Linked DNA regions of Sus scrofa: region 1 is linked to region 2. A link is a contact called in public promoter capture Hi-C data. All regions are on one chromosome and are shown on one strand. Each heading gives the region's core, a stretch centred on a gene start, on an enhancer-like site or on the middle of the called end of the contact. The rest is flanking DNA. Distances are from core to core; before and after follow the strand shown. Region 1 holds the start of FHL1 (four and a half LIM domains 1). Region 2 holds the start of INTS6L (integrator complex subunit 6-like).

Region 1 (6,298 bases), core at 3,552-6,051, 340 kb after region 2:
CTTTTATCACTTTATTTTCCTTTTTTTAAGTGCCACTTCAAATATATGTATTTTTAACATCCGCGATCATCATTTGAAAGTCCTTTGTTCAGTGTTGTCCTGGTGGTGATTTCTGATTAGAAGCCCACAAAAACATCTCCGGGGTGTGGTTGGGGTCATTCCTCCATCTTCGCGAGAGTCTCGGGGCACTGGCAGACTCGGGGAGACCTTTAAAACTATTGCTAGTTACGGAGTGACATGTTCAGAAATCAAATGGCAGAAGCCATGGTACGTGTTTAAATGCTTAACCTCTGAGTCTTTCAAGGAAATTTTTTTTTTTTTTTTTTGTCTTTTTACCATTTCTTGGGCCGCTCCTGCGGCATATGGAGGTTCCCAGGCTAGGGGGCGAATCAGAGCTGTAGCCACCAGCCTACGCCAGAGCCACAGCAACATGGGATCCGAGCTGCATCTGCAACCTACATCACAGCTCACGCTAATGCCGGATCCTTAACCCACTGAGCAAGGCCAGGGATCGAACCCGCAACCTTATGGTTCCTAGTCAGATTCGTTAACCACTGAGCTACGACAAGAACTCCCTCAAGGAAACTTTTTAAGTCCTGGTAGATTGTGAAATGAACAGGACTTCACTGGGGTGAATTAGCATTTTCAGGGTGTTGAGGTATTTGATCTCATCTGTATCAGGTCTTCCCTTTCATAGCCAATCTTTCCTTCACTCTGAAGTCAGAGACCCTTTGGGGAGGAAGGAGAATTCTAGGTTTGCTCTGATTTGGCTCTCACCTGATAAAATCACCTCTCACATGCTTCTGGGGCTGTCCTCTTGGTTTGTTTGGTTGGGTTTTTTTTTTCTCTGACTGGCATGCCCCGAGTTGAGACACTTATGCAGTGACTTTGCAGAATATGACTTGTCAGTAAGAAAAGTACTCTTCCCACCCTAAAGATTGACAGGAACATGAGATGGCTGAAGTTGTACCGGCTTTTTCTGGCAAGAGCACGTAGGACAAGAACCACATCGTATCATGGTGCATGACTAGGTGCCTTAATCTTGCGGTTGGAGTCACTGGGTAAAATTGTTGGCGGAGGGACTGGTAAGCCTGACAAAGTTATATGGAGAGAAAACTTAGAGCATATTATTATTATTTTTTTTTCTCTTTTTAGGGCCGCACCCGCGTGGCATGTGGAGGTTCCCAGGCTAGGCGTCCAGTTGGAGCCGCAGCCGCCGACCTACACCACAGCCACAGCCACTTGGGATCTGAGCTGCGTCTGCGACGTACACCACAGCTCACGGCCACGCCGGATCCGTAACCCACTGAGCAAGGCCAGGGGTCGAACCTGTGTCCTCATGGTTTCTCGTCGGATTCGTTTCCGCTGCGCCACAACGGGAACTCGTAGAGCGTATTGACTTCCTAGTGGTTGGCACAGGGAGAAGAGGAGGAATGTGAAAGAAAAGTGAAGACGAAGCCACTGGTGAAGCCACGAAGACTCCCTTCCAGGTTGCTGTCAGCCTCTCGCCTCTGGTCCTGCCCCGGGCACGTAATCTGAGGGCGTGTTGCCACTTCTTCCGTGAGCCCGTGTGGAGGCCGCCCTGCCGTCTGGATCGCTGTTCGTCTTCGCCTCCTGGGCTGCGCCCCCCTGCCCCCGGCAGTGGTGGGGGTCAGGAGGTGGAGATTCTGGGGTTCGAGGGCCGCACCAGAGTCCCCGTGGGTGCGAGCAGGGTTCCACCCGAGCCGCACTGTCAGCACCATTGCTCTCGGCCTGACGGCTCTCATCCCATTCAAGGCACTTGGCTGTTGACATCTCAGATGCGAACCCCGTGGCACAGCGCCCCCTAACGCGCCAGGCCTCCCCACCCAGCTCTGGCCCCGCGGCCCCCCCGTCGCTTCCCCGATCACCCAGAATCCCGGCCTCTCCCGCTCCGGTGCACTGAGCCAGACCTCAGCCGCCCTCTCGGTCTGCCCCGCCGTGTCCCTTCTGGCTCCCCTGTCCTCTCCTTGCCCCCGCCTGCTTGTGCTCGTTCAGCCCGTGGCCCCTGACGTCGCAGTGGGACAGTCGCGGCTCCCTTCCAGGCTCCGTCCTGGCCCCCGGACTCCGTTCTCCCGAGAGCTGCCGGCCGTCTTCTTCACGGCTTGCCTTACTCGGGTCTTGCTCCCCTTGCCCAGCTGCAGAGAGGTCCCCTCCTGTGTGTGTGTCCCTTCTACGTGGCTTTACCTGCCCCTGCTGCCTTGTCCTATGCCCCCCACCCCGGGTGTGGGCTGCATCCGGCCTCTGGCCTGGGCCCTGCTTTTCTCATCCCCTTGTTCACACACACCCCTGCTTTTCTTGGTGTGCTGTAGACCCCACATCCTTCAGGGACCAGGGCACAGTCATCACAGCCATCAAGTCCTGTCTGATCCCCCAAAGCTGATATGACATCTGCTTTACATCTGTCTTGCTGCGCTCGCGGCGGCTCCTCGCGTGGCAGAGTCACCTGCATGTTGATCTCAGCCTCCTGTGAAGCAGGGACGCTCCTCTTCCTTGGGACCAGCAAAAGCCCTGGCACCACCCCGCGGACATCTGCTCCAGGAGTGTTCTTCTAAAATGAGCGACTACATAGGGGGTACGGTCTGCAGGTGGAGCCACGGGGAGGTTACGCGGAAGTGCAGGGTGGCTGGAGACAGGATGCCTGGCTGCCCTCGGAGGTCAGTGGGCCTCGGAGGTCTTGTGCGCGAGGGGGCTTGGGAGTTGTGACGCCCAGCACTCACGGAAGGACCATCCTGCTGTTCGCTGGGCCACGAAAGGCTGGAAGGCCTGAAACGTGGCCTTCAGGCACCAAAGAGATTTGTTCCTCAAACCTCGGCCGGTGCCACCCAGAGTATATGAGGAGCTTTGTAAACAGTGCAGTGATTACTAAGGATGTCATCACACATCATCCTTTGTTAATGTGTAACGAAGGTGGCTCAGCTGCTGATGAAACCGGTGACTGGGCGTCTGCTGAGGAACTGTCAGGGTTACCGAATCGCTGGTCTAAGACAGGGCAAAGCTGCCAGCTTTCCTTACTGAAGAACTGATTTTCACCTGGCAGAGGACCTGTCTTCCCTGTTTCGCTTTTGTGTAGTTGTGTGACGAGGGGACATGGGCAGTGGGGACAGGTGTCAGAGCAGGCGTGGCCACACCTCATACAGTTTTGCGAAGGCACGGTTGGCCTGGTTGGTGAAAGTCACCGACCGAATAAATGCCGAGGCCCAGCTCACACTGGCCTGTCAGAGGTGACTGATGAATTGATGGGCAGGAAGCAGGTCTGTTGTGTTTTCTCTTGGGTTTTAGGCAAAATCGACTTAGGCTTTTTGCTAAAACATTTCCTGGGCCAGGGATTGAACCGGTGTCACAACAGGGACCCGAACCGCTGCAGCGACAATGCCGGATCCTTAACCCATTGAGCCACCTGGGAACTCCAGCCCGTTGCTATTCCGTTGTCACCTTTCGCAGTGCTCAGCTGGCTAAAGGGACGCGTCTGCTTGCTGGGAGTAGACCTCCCGAGGCCACGCGCTCTGCTTGTTGTTTGCAGCCCTGCGAGGGGGGCCATTAAAAGCGCCTTGGCCCTAACCCAGCGTTTACCTCACTAAATGGAAAATTTAGTGTTTATCAGGGTTAAGCATCTAATAAAATAGGAGCCTTTCCTCTGGGTGCAAAGTCTCATTTGTTTTAGGAGCAAGGCCTTGTTCATACTGGCCAGTCTCCTGCTCTCGCGCAGTCAGCCCAGCTGGGAAAGAGGCCTTTCTCTCTCCGGGCTTTTTGGGGGCACTACTGTGTGATAAATCTGCCTGTAGCATCCTGGCTTTGAGGGTGCTGTTACCTTCTGCTAACTGGGAGCTCCTGGCAGTCCGGGCTGTCTTTAGAATAACTTCCCGTGAGACAGTGGAAGGGCACAGGCGTCCTCAGAGTCTGGCATCCGTTGCTGAAGCGGGTATGGCTCACCGGCCAGGCCTGGGGACAGAAGACGAGGAAAGCATGGCCCTGGCCCCCGAGTCAGGGTTGTCTACACTCCTTGATGTTCAGTGGCGGAAGCCACTTGTAGGGTTCTGGGTGGGACTGTGTTTCACTTTTATGTGAGGCTTGGCAAACCCTTTTCAAGTTGTGGAATTTGGTTTTTCCACACGGAGTCACTGAGGAAGCTGGGGGCAGTGGGGGCAGCGTTCGGCGGGGTGGCTGGGGAAGATGGCCCGAGAAAGTGACCTGAAGCCAAGCCTGGAGGAAGCAGAGGAGCCAGCGCGAGGCCCGGGGCGGAGGGCCCGGCTGCCGGGGGCGGGTACCCTGGGGTGGGGCGGGTGAGGAGGGCGCAGGGCACGGCCCGGGCGGGGGCGCCCACGGCTCCTCCTGGGGCCCCGTCTCCAGCCATCGCATGGCCCGTTGGGGTCACGGTGTTTCCGTCCCCGTTTCTGCTTTCATCGTCCCTGACAGTGGAAAGCAAGGGGCTGCGTTTGTGGGACACGGTCTCTTCCTCGTGTACTAGCAGGTGCGTGCGTGTGTCTGCCCCTCCGGGCCCGCCCTGTCTGGCACTCAGGAGGGGTGCTCTTTTCAGGATCCTGCCAACCTCCGGGACAGACCCAGGAGGACACGGGCCGTGCCCTCGACCTGTGTGGCCCTCGGGTCCAGTGCGTCTTTCCCCCGCTGCCGCCGGCGGTCTGTCTCGTACAGTTACTTTGACCAGTAGCAGCACAAACTCGCGTCCTTCCGGGGCCCGCGGGCGAGCTCATCGGGCGTATAAAGTAGATTAATGGGGTGGCTCAGCGTTGAGGTATGCCACGGCCGCGTCCAAATTTTATTCCGGTACAGGGATCACTTTCTCTGCGGCCTCTCTGGCTCTGGAGCTAATTTGGATGCTGAGTAGCCCCACAGGTATTTATATGTAGTGTTTGGTATTTTTACTGGGTCCTATTCTTCTCCCTTGGATCACCTAAAATGGTTAAGAATTTTCGAGTGGGATTAAGGTTGCGATCTCTGGGGAGGGTGGGCCATCTGCTCTCGGTTATTTTCGTGTTCACCGCTTCCCCTTAAATGTATGTTCACAACGGAGCCGCAGCCTTATCAGCCGGGCCCAGGGGACAGTGGCTCCAGGTGCGGCTTGGGACTCGCTGGCGGAGCCATGGCCTCCCACAGACATGCAGGTAAACGCGGCGGCGGCGGCGGCCCCGGGCGGCCCCGGCTTCTCGGAGCACAGGGTGCCGAGGGCCCCGCGTCCGACCTTTGTTTAAGAGATATTTTTGGGTGACGTGATTTCAGTCCTGTCTAAATAGTAACAGAGCCGTAGCTCCTCTCTGCTCAGGCCTTGCCTCCCTCTAATGCTGTTTCCGGGACAAAAGAGATCTTGTTCAGGTAAAGTCAACAGCTCGAGTAGCTTATTTCTTGAAAACATGTAAACACGTTGCTCCAGAGCCCTTTGGCAGGACGTCTGGGAGGCTGGAAGCGATTGGGTGAGGAAAGAGGTTTTCGTCGTGACTGTTCGCAGTTTGGGGGTTATTTGTAAGATACAGATCTTCATCTTGACAGTGCTTTAAACCGAATTTCAATGTTTAGAAAAGGTCAGCCGTGGAACATGGAGCTGCAAGAAGGAAGACTGATAACGCAAAGTCCGTGCTGCCCTAAGGCCCTCTTCTCCTCGGAAGGGCCCTGTGTCTGGTCCTCCCGGACACACAGCCGGGAGCCTTCGGCTGTGACACGTAGCCCCCCAAGTCTTCTGATCAGAAAACAGGGCAAAGCTGCGGACCCTCTAGACTGTCGGTGCCCCAAGAGTCTCCCTCTCGTTTGATGCCCTGACGTGGAGGAAGCCTCTGGCGTGGACCAGACCCCCGGGGGACGGGGCCCGAGGGCTGCAGGGCGGGCAGGTCTCTGGGCTCAGCCTGCTGCCTCGCTCCTCCCAAGCCAGGACTGTCGCTGTGGCTCTGTGGCCCTCTTGCTAAGGAACGGTCCCCTTTCTTAGCAGCCAGGCACTTCGGCCCATCTCTCAGCTTTCAGATGAAGGGTCGATGTCATTCTCAGTGGCAGTCTTTTGGAAACAACAGTTTTGAGAACTGAGTGTTGCCTGTGGCTGTTTAGATAAAGGCAGTACTGGGCTGTTTAGATAAAGGCAGTACTGGGTCAGATTTCTCTGTCGGGGTTTGAACCAAGCGTGCTGCCGTGGGATGCGCTGCTTTGGTCCGCCTGTCCGCTTGTCCTCCTTGTTCCCAAGGCTCTCGAGCTGCCTGCTGTCTCTTCCTCCACCCGGGAGCCATTGTACCAGCTCGGCACCACAGGCCCGAGACTGTGCTAATCTAATCGGCCAACG
Region 2 (6,341 bases), core at 3,534-6,033:
TGGTGTAGGTCGCAGATGCGGCTGGGATCCTGCCTTGCTGTGGCTGTGGTGTAGGCCGGCGGCTACAGCTCCGATTAGACCCCTAGCCTGGGAACCTCCATATGCTGCAGAAGCGGCCCTTGAAATGGCAAAAAAAAAGAAAGAAAAAAAAAATCCTTCGCGGGAGCAGTGGGAGGAAAAGCAGTAGCCACAGACGGAGAGAGATTAAGTTTAGGAGGCAGAGAAGTTGAAAGCAGATAGTCCACGGGGTAAGAAAGACGCCAGAAGTGGCAGGTGATGAAAGGCAAGGTGGCGGGGCAGGGGGAGCTCAGAAAGGCAAGTGACAAATAGCTCTGCAGTTGACAAAGGAAAATATAGAACAGACCACTGGATTTGGCCAGGAGCTGGCCCCTGGGATCTCAGAGCGGTTTGCACAGAGCGCTTGGGAGCAGAACTGATTGAGGGGGCTTGAGCAGGGAGCGGGCGGTGGGGACACAGCAGCGGTACTGCACTCCCCTCGGAACCAGGAGCGGCGAATTCGGGAGAGGGTTGTGTTCAGGTTCAGTAAGGTCTTTTCGTCAAGATGGGGTGATTAGGGCCTGCTTAAAGGCAAGAGGTAGCCCACGTTCGGCGAGTGAGAAGTCAAACCAGCCCTCACCAAAACAGTCTGCTGTATGCTGGTGACCACGCCAGGCCGGCCACACGCAACGTAAACACGGGCACAGTAGGCTAACTTCTGTCGCAAAGGGAATGGGAACGGAGGCCAAGGGAGCCGTGCGTGGGAGGAACGCCTTCCTGAGAGATTGCTGGTAATCTCGGACCTGAGGTAGAAAGTTCTGGAAGGGGGGAGGACGGTGCAGGATTAAAGTGAATTGGTTGAGAGGCTACAGTATGTCAGAGAAGAGCACATAAAGTGTAGAGACATGGAGAGAAGAAACTATTTTCGAAAGCTTAGGAGTTTCAGGAGTTCCCGTCAGGGCTCAGTGGTTAACGAATCCGACTAGAAACCATGGGGTTGCGGGTTCAATCCCTGGTCTTGCTCAGTGGGTTAGGGATCCGGCATTGCCGTGAGCTGGGGTGTAGGTCACAGATGTGGCTGGGATCCCGAGTTGCTGTGGCCCTGACCTAGGCCGGCAGCTACAGCTCCGATTGGACCCCTAGCCTGGGAACCTCCATATGCCACAGGTGCAGCCCTAGAAATGGCAAAAAGACAAAAAGACAAAAAAAAAAAAAAAAAAAGTTTAGGAGTCTCAGAGTTCCCTGGTGGCCCAGTGGTTAAGGACTCAGCATTGTCACTACTGCGGCTTGGGTTCGATCCCTGGCCTGGGAACTTCTGCATGCTGCGGGCATGGCAAAACAAACCAACAAACAAGGAGTTCCCATCGTGGCTCAGTGCTAACGAACTTGACTAGTATCCATGAGGGTGTGGGTTCGATCCCTGGCCTCCCTCAGTGGGTTAAGGATTTGGCTGTTGTGTAGGTCACAGATGCAGCTCCAGTGTGACCCCTAGCCTGGGAATTTCCATATGCTGTGGGTGCAGGCCTAAAAAGCAAGCAAACAAACAAACAAACAAAAAGAATTACCTGCCCTGTTAGGAAAAAATACATTAAAAAGGCATTCGCATTTGAGGGAAATGCATCCCAAGGGCCTGCGTGTCCTCAACCTCTGGAGCACGGGGTGACAGATCATTTGCCCTTGCCTAGTATTTTCTCGGTAACTCTTTCAATAGTATTCACCTTGGGATATTTTTTCTTTTGGAAAATTTGTAATTTGCATTTAGAATACTTTGTAATTTGTACTTTGTACTTTTTAACAAAGCTCCTTTTCTGATTGTAAAAGTAAGGCACACCCACTGTGGAAAAGTTACGGGAAAAGTATAAAGAAGATTTTTAAATGTCTTAAATACTGCCTGTGAACTGGGGCCTATCTCAGTCCATATGCATATTTATGATATATAATATACATAATATATAAATATATATTTATGTTTATAATTACAAATCTTGATTGTTTATTTATATAAATAAATATATGTTTGTTTCTATATATTGAAGTATGTAAGGACTGTGATATGTCCCCGTTCACATATGTGTGTGTGTGTGTGCAAAGCTCCTGACAGGAAATCTTGTATTGCTTCACCAAAGATAGTCTAAGCAAGCAGTCAACCCCATGCATGGGATCTGCTGGGCTGATAATTCTATATTATGATTGGGAGCTGATGTCGACAAAAACTGTGCAGGAGGCCAAGTTTGTTTCCGGCACGCCCACCTAATGCTCGGCAGAATTCTTAGATGGCCCCGTGATCTCTGCTGCGTGGTGTTGCCTCCTCCTGTGTAATCTCTCCCGGAGCGTGGTGAGATCTGCGACTTGCTTCTAGTCAATAGGATATGGTAAGGTGACGGATGGCAAGCTCGTGATTAAATGATGTTATAGATGGCTCCATCTTCACAGACTGGAGGGAGTGGTTCCCCTGCTGGCCCTGAAGAAGCCAACGGCCTACTGTGAACAGCCTACAGTGGGAGGCCTCCCCCAGCAGATGGCCACAAGGAGATGAATTCTGGGAGCATCCATTCAGGATTCAGGATTCAGCTTCATCTTGGAAGCCGATTCTTTTTCAGATGAAAACACAGCCTGTCTTTTGTGTTGTTGTTGTTTAATGGTTTCCTTTGCTGTGCAAAAGCTTCTAAGTTTGATTAGGTCCCATCGGTTTATTTTTATTTGTATTTCTATTGCCTTGGGAGACTGACCTAAGAATAAAATAATGCCATTTGCAGCAACATGGAAGGAACTAGAGATTCTCATACTAAGGTCAGAAAGGGAAAGACAAATGCCATATGATATCATTTATATCTGGAATCTAATATATGGCACAAATGAACCTATCTACAGAAAAGAAACAAACTCATGGACATGGAGAACAGACTTGTGGTTGCCAAGGGGGAGGAGGAGGGAGTGGGATGGACTGGGGATCTGGGGTTAGTAGATGCAACTTGCATTTGGATGGAGAAGCAATGAGGTCCTGCTGCAGAGCACAGGGAACGACATCCAATCGCTTGTGATGGAGCATAATGGAAAATATTATGAGAAAAGTGTATGCATATGTATAATTGGGTCACTTTGCTGTCCAGCAGAAATTGACAGAACATTGTAAATCAACTATAATTAAAAAAAAAAAAAAAAAACCCAGAGCTTGGCTGACACCTTGATGGCAGTCTTGGGGGACTGAGCAGAGAATCGAGCTAACCATGCCCGGACCCCTGACTCACGGCAACTGTGAGGTAACCAATGTGTATGTTGCTCTAATGGCTGGATTTGTGGTAACTGGTTACACAGCAGGAGAAAAGGAACACACTGGCCATCGCCGGTCCTGTGCTTTTAGCCGCCTAGCCCTTGCTGGCATTGCCCTTCTCTCATAGTATTTGTATCAGAATGGAAATGGGGGCTTAGAGTGTCTTCTTCATCCATTTATTCCTACCAGACGGGCCTGCTTTGGGCCAGGCACATGTCCACCTCTGGCTGAATTTCGGTTCACATCATTCCTTTCAATCCAGAACCCCTCCCTTCCTGCTTAGTGCCTCATCCAGGAACCCTCCTGAACGTCTCGATCTTTGGTCCAGTGCTTGCACTGCATTTTTTATTTGCATCACTTGTTTGTCCCGGATTCAAATATTGCTGTATGGCCTCTTCTGAAATCTTATTTTTACAGAAATGTTATTGAATTTATATATTATATATTATATTACAGGGAACACATCAAGTGAAGTTGTGAACTCATTCAGGATTCCACATTGTGTATAACATACTGCTAGGAATACACAGGTCTTTCTTTTTTATTTATGGCCTGGCCCACGGCATGTGGAAGTTTGGAGCCAGAGATTGAACCTGTGCCGCAACAGTAACCAGAGCTACAGCAGTGACAACGCTGGATCCTCAACCTGTTGAGCCACCAGGGAGCTCCCACGCCCTTATTTAAAGTTGATGTTACTTGAAGCAGTCAGCCAAGCGGGGTGGGCCACTTATTGAGCCTCTCCCTAGAGCCAGATCTGAGAACATCCCTCAGTGTTGGCCTCGTCTCGCTGAGCTGCACTTTCCCTTACTGAAAATTGAATATAATGGCATCTATCACAATTATTTCAAAGACTAAATGAGAGTAAGGTGGGTGGCTGACACTTCATAGGTGCTTAATAAATGAGTCGAATCAGAATCCAGTGCGACAAACCTTCCATGTGTAAAGACCGTGCAGACCAATTATTGCAGGCAGGCCAATACTTCAAAGTGCTCAATGAAACCGAAGAAGTATGTGCACACAAAAGGCCAGTTTAGGTAACCGTGTCTAAGTTTTCGTTTCCTTTCTAAGTAGATATATGTGGAATGCAGGGCCAGAAACCGACTTAGAAATACTGACCGCGAGTGGAGTGGGATATGAAGGAACGCGAGTAGAAGTTTGCTGCTTCTCGAAAGCACGGGCAGGATTGATCGATTGCAGTTACCAAAGCGTTTTCTGGGCTGCCTGTCCAAGCCTCGGTTTCTGTACTTCTGCACAACTGTTGCTCAAATTCACTCTTCCTTTCGAATTATCGTCTTTGAAGAAGAGCAAGAGAAAAATCCATTCAAACCACCCTAAGTGTCCTAACAGCTTCCAAGTCCTTTAAAGGAGGGTCCTTAACATTTCCCCTTACCCCCTGCCTGGGTTCAAACTTCAACTCCCAGGGTTCGCCCAAACCCCTCCCCTTGCCCTGTCATCTAATGAATATGCAAATACCACATAATTGGCAGCCAATGGCGTGGGTTCTGGTCACATGGTACCCGTGGTAGGTGAGCGGACAGAAGTTGTGTGTCGGTGAACAGAGACAGCTCTCAGTCTGGGGCGAGCGCTTCAGTGAGCGTGGATGCTTGGGCAGTAGTCCCTGCGGCGGCGGCGGCGGCAGCGGCGGCGGCAGCAGTAGTGGTGGCAGAAGAGAGGAAGGGGGAGGGCCCCGAGGGCTACACACGCTCACACTTTCAAGTTCCCCCGGAGGGAGAGGAGGTGGGGCTGCAGAAAAGAGGAGGCCAGGAGCAGTTCCATCCGTCCCGTCCCGTCTCCCCCTCTTCCTCTTGCTCCCTGCACCCTGGCTCTGCAAGAGTTGAGGGTTCGGGTGGCAGTACGCGGCAGTGAGGGCAAGAGGGCCAGGAGAGTGGGGAGCGGAGCCAGGGGTGCGGGGGAAGATGCCCATCCTGCTGTTCCTCATAGACACGTCCGCCTCTATGAACCAGCGCACTGACCTGGGCACCTCCTATTTGGACATTGCCAAAGGCGCTGTGGAGTTATTCTTGAAGGTAAAGGGAGGGGAGGGGAGCGATGGAGAGAGTTCCCGAGGGATGGGGGGGGGTGGATTTAGATGCTTCTGTAACGTTGCTATCGCCCCCTCCTCCCTCCTTCCCTTCGCGGCCCCCTCCGTCATCCCTCGTCCCGCAGCTGCGCGCCCGGGACCCGGCCAGCCGCGGAGACAGGTACATGCTGGTCACCTACGACGAACCCCCGTACTGCATCAAGGTAAAGGGGCCATCCAGGGGGTGGGCCGGGCGGGAAGCGGGAGCTGGTCGGCCTGACCAGCCGAGCCCTCCTGCCCCCGCCCGAGGCGGTCCTGCGTCGCCCGGCGGGGCGGGCGGGGCGGAGTGGGGGCGAGGGCGGGAGGAGTGGTGCCTCCGCGGCTTCGGAGGAGCCGCGGCGCCGGGGGTCGGGGAGGAGGGCGGGGGAAGGGCGGTCCCGGGCAGAAAGCGCCGGGGAGCCCGGCCGGTGGCGGCGACGGGCGCAGCCGCCTCGGAAGATGGCGGACATTTTGCTTTTGTATGAGCCGGAGAGGGAGACCGAGGGCGCTGCTGAGATGGAAAGGAGGGAGGGGAGGGAGGAGAGGGGAAGGAGGGCCCGGAGGGAGGCTGCGGGCGGGCCCGCCCCTTCGGGGCGCACGGAGAGCGGCGGCAGCCGAGGGGCCGGGCGGAGCCGGCGACTCCGCCCCGAGGTGCGGCGGACTCCGCGCGCGGGTTTTCCTGGAGTCCCGGCTCCTCCCCCGCCCCCCTCCGGCCCTCCCGCCCTCCGCCGCGGCTCCTCCCCCGCTGGAGCCCAGGCTCCTCCCCTGCCCCTCCCCTCCCGCCCTCCGCCGCGGCTCCTCCCCCGGCCCCTCCTCCCCCCTCCCGCCCTCCGCCGCGGCTCCTCCCCCCTCCTTCCTCCCGCTCCCCTCCCCTTCCTGCTGAGAGCGTGGCAGAGCCGGCCGCCGGCCTTCAGAGATTAGACTCCTGCTTTTGCGCTTCTGTGGTCGCTAACCCACCCCACCCAATGGAAAATCCGTCCGCGGAGCCAGCCTCCCAACCCCCGACCGGGAGAA

The links. Promoter capture Hi-C pulls out the DNA fragments that hold promoters and counts their contacts.
Region 1: a contact with region 2 is called in a promoter capture Hi-C map of liver, with 4 times the contacts expected there. The contact joins the promoter of FHL1 here to the promoter of INTS6L in region 2. A contact is called at or near these places in 1 of 5 promoter capture datasets (liver) and 1 of 2 datasets of contacts at active chromatin or transcription factors (alveolar macrophages).

Annotation. Positions count from the first base shown.
Region 1 is chrX:111,351,437-111,357,734 of Sscrofa11.1, forward strand. It overlaps FHL1 (four and a half LIM domains 1), which reads left to right and starts at 4,802. Exons shown (of 6, transcript NM_214375.1): 1 at 4,802-5,141. The coding sequence starts at 5,120.
Region 2 is chrX:111,007,077-111,013,417 of Sscrofa11.1, forward strand. It overlaps INTS6L (integrator complex subunit 6-like), which reads left to right and starts at 4,784. Exons shown (of 18, transcript XM_021080861.1): 1 at 4,784-5,295; 2 at 5,435-5,512. The coding sequence starts at 5,185.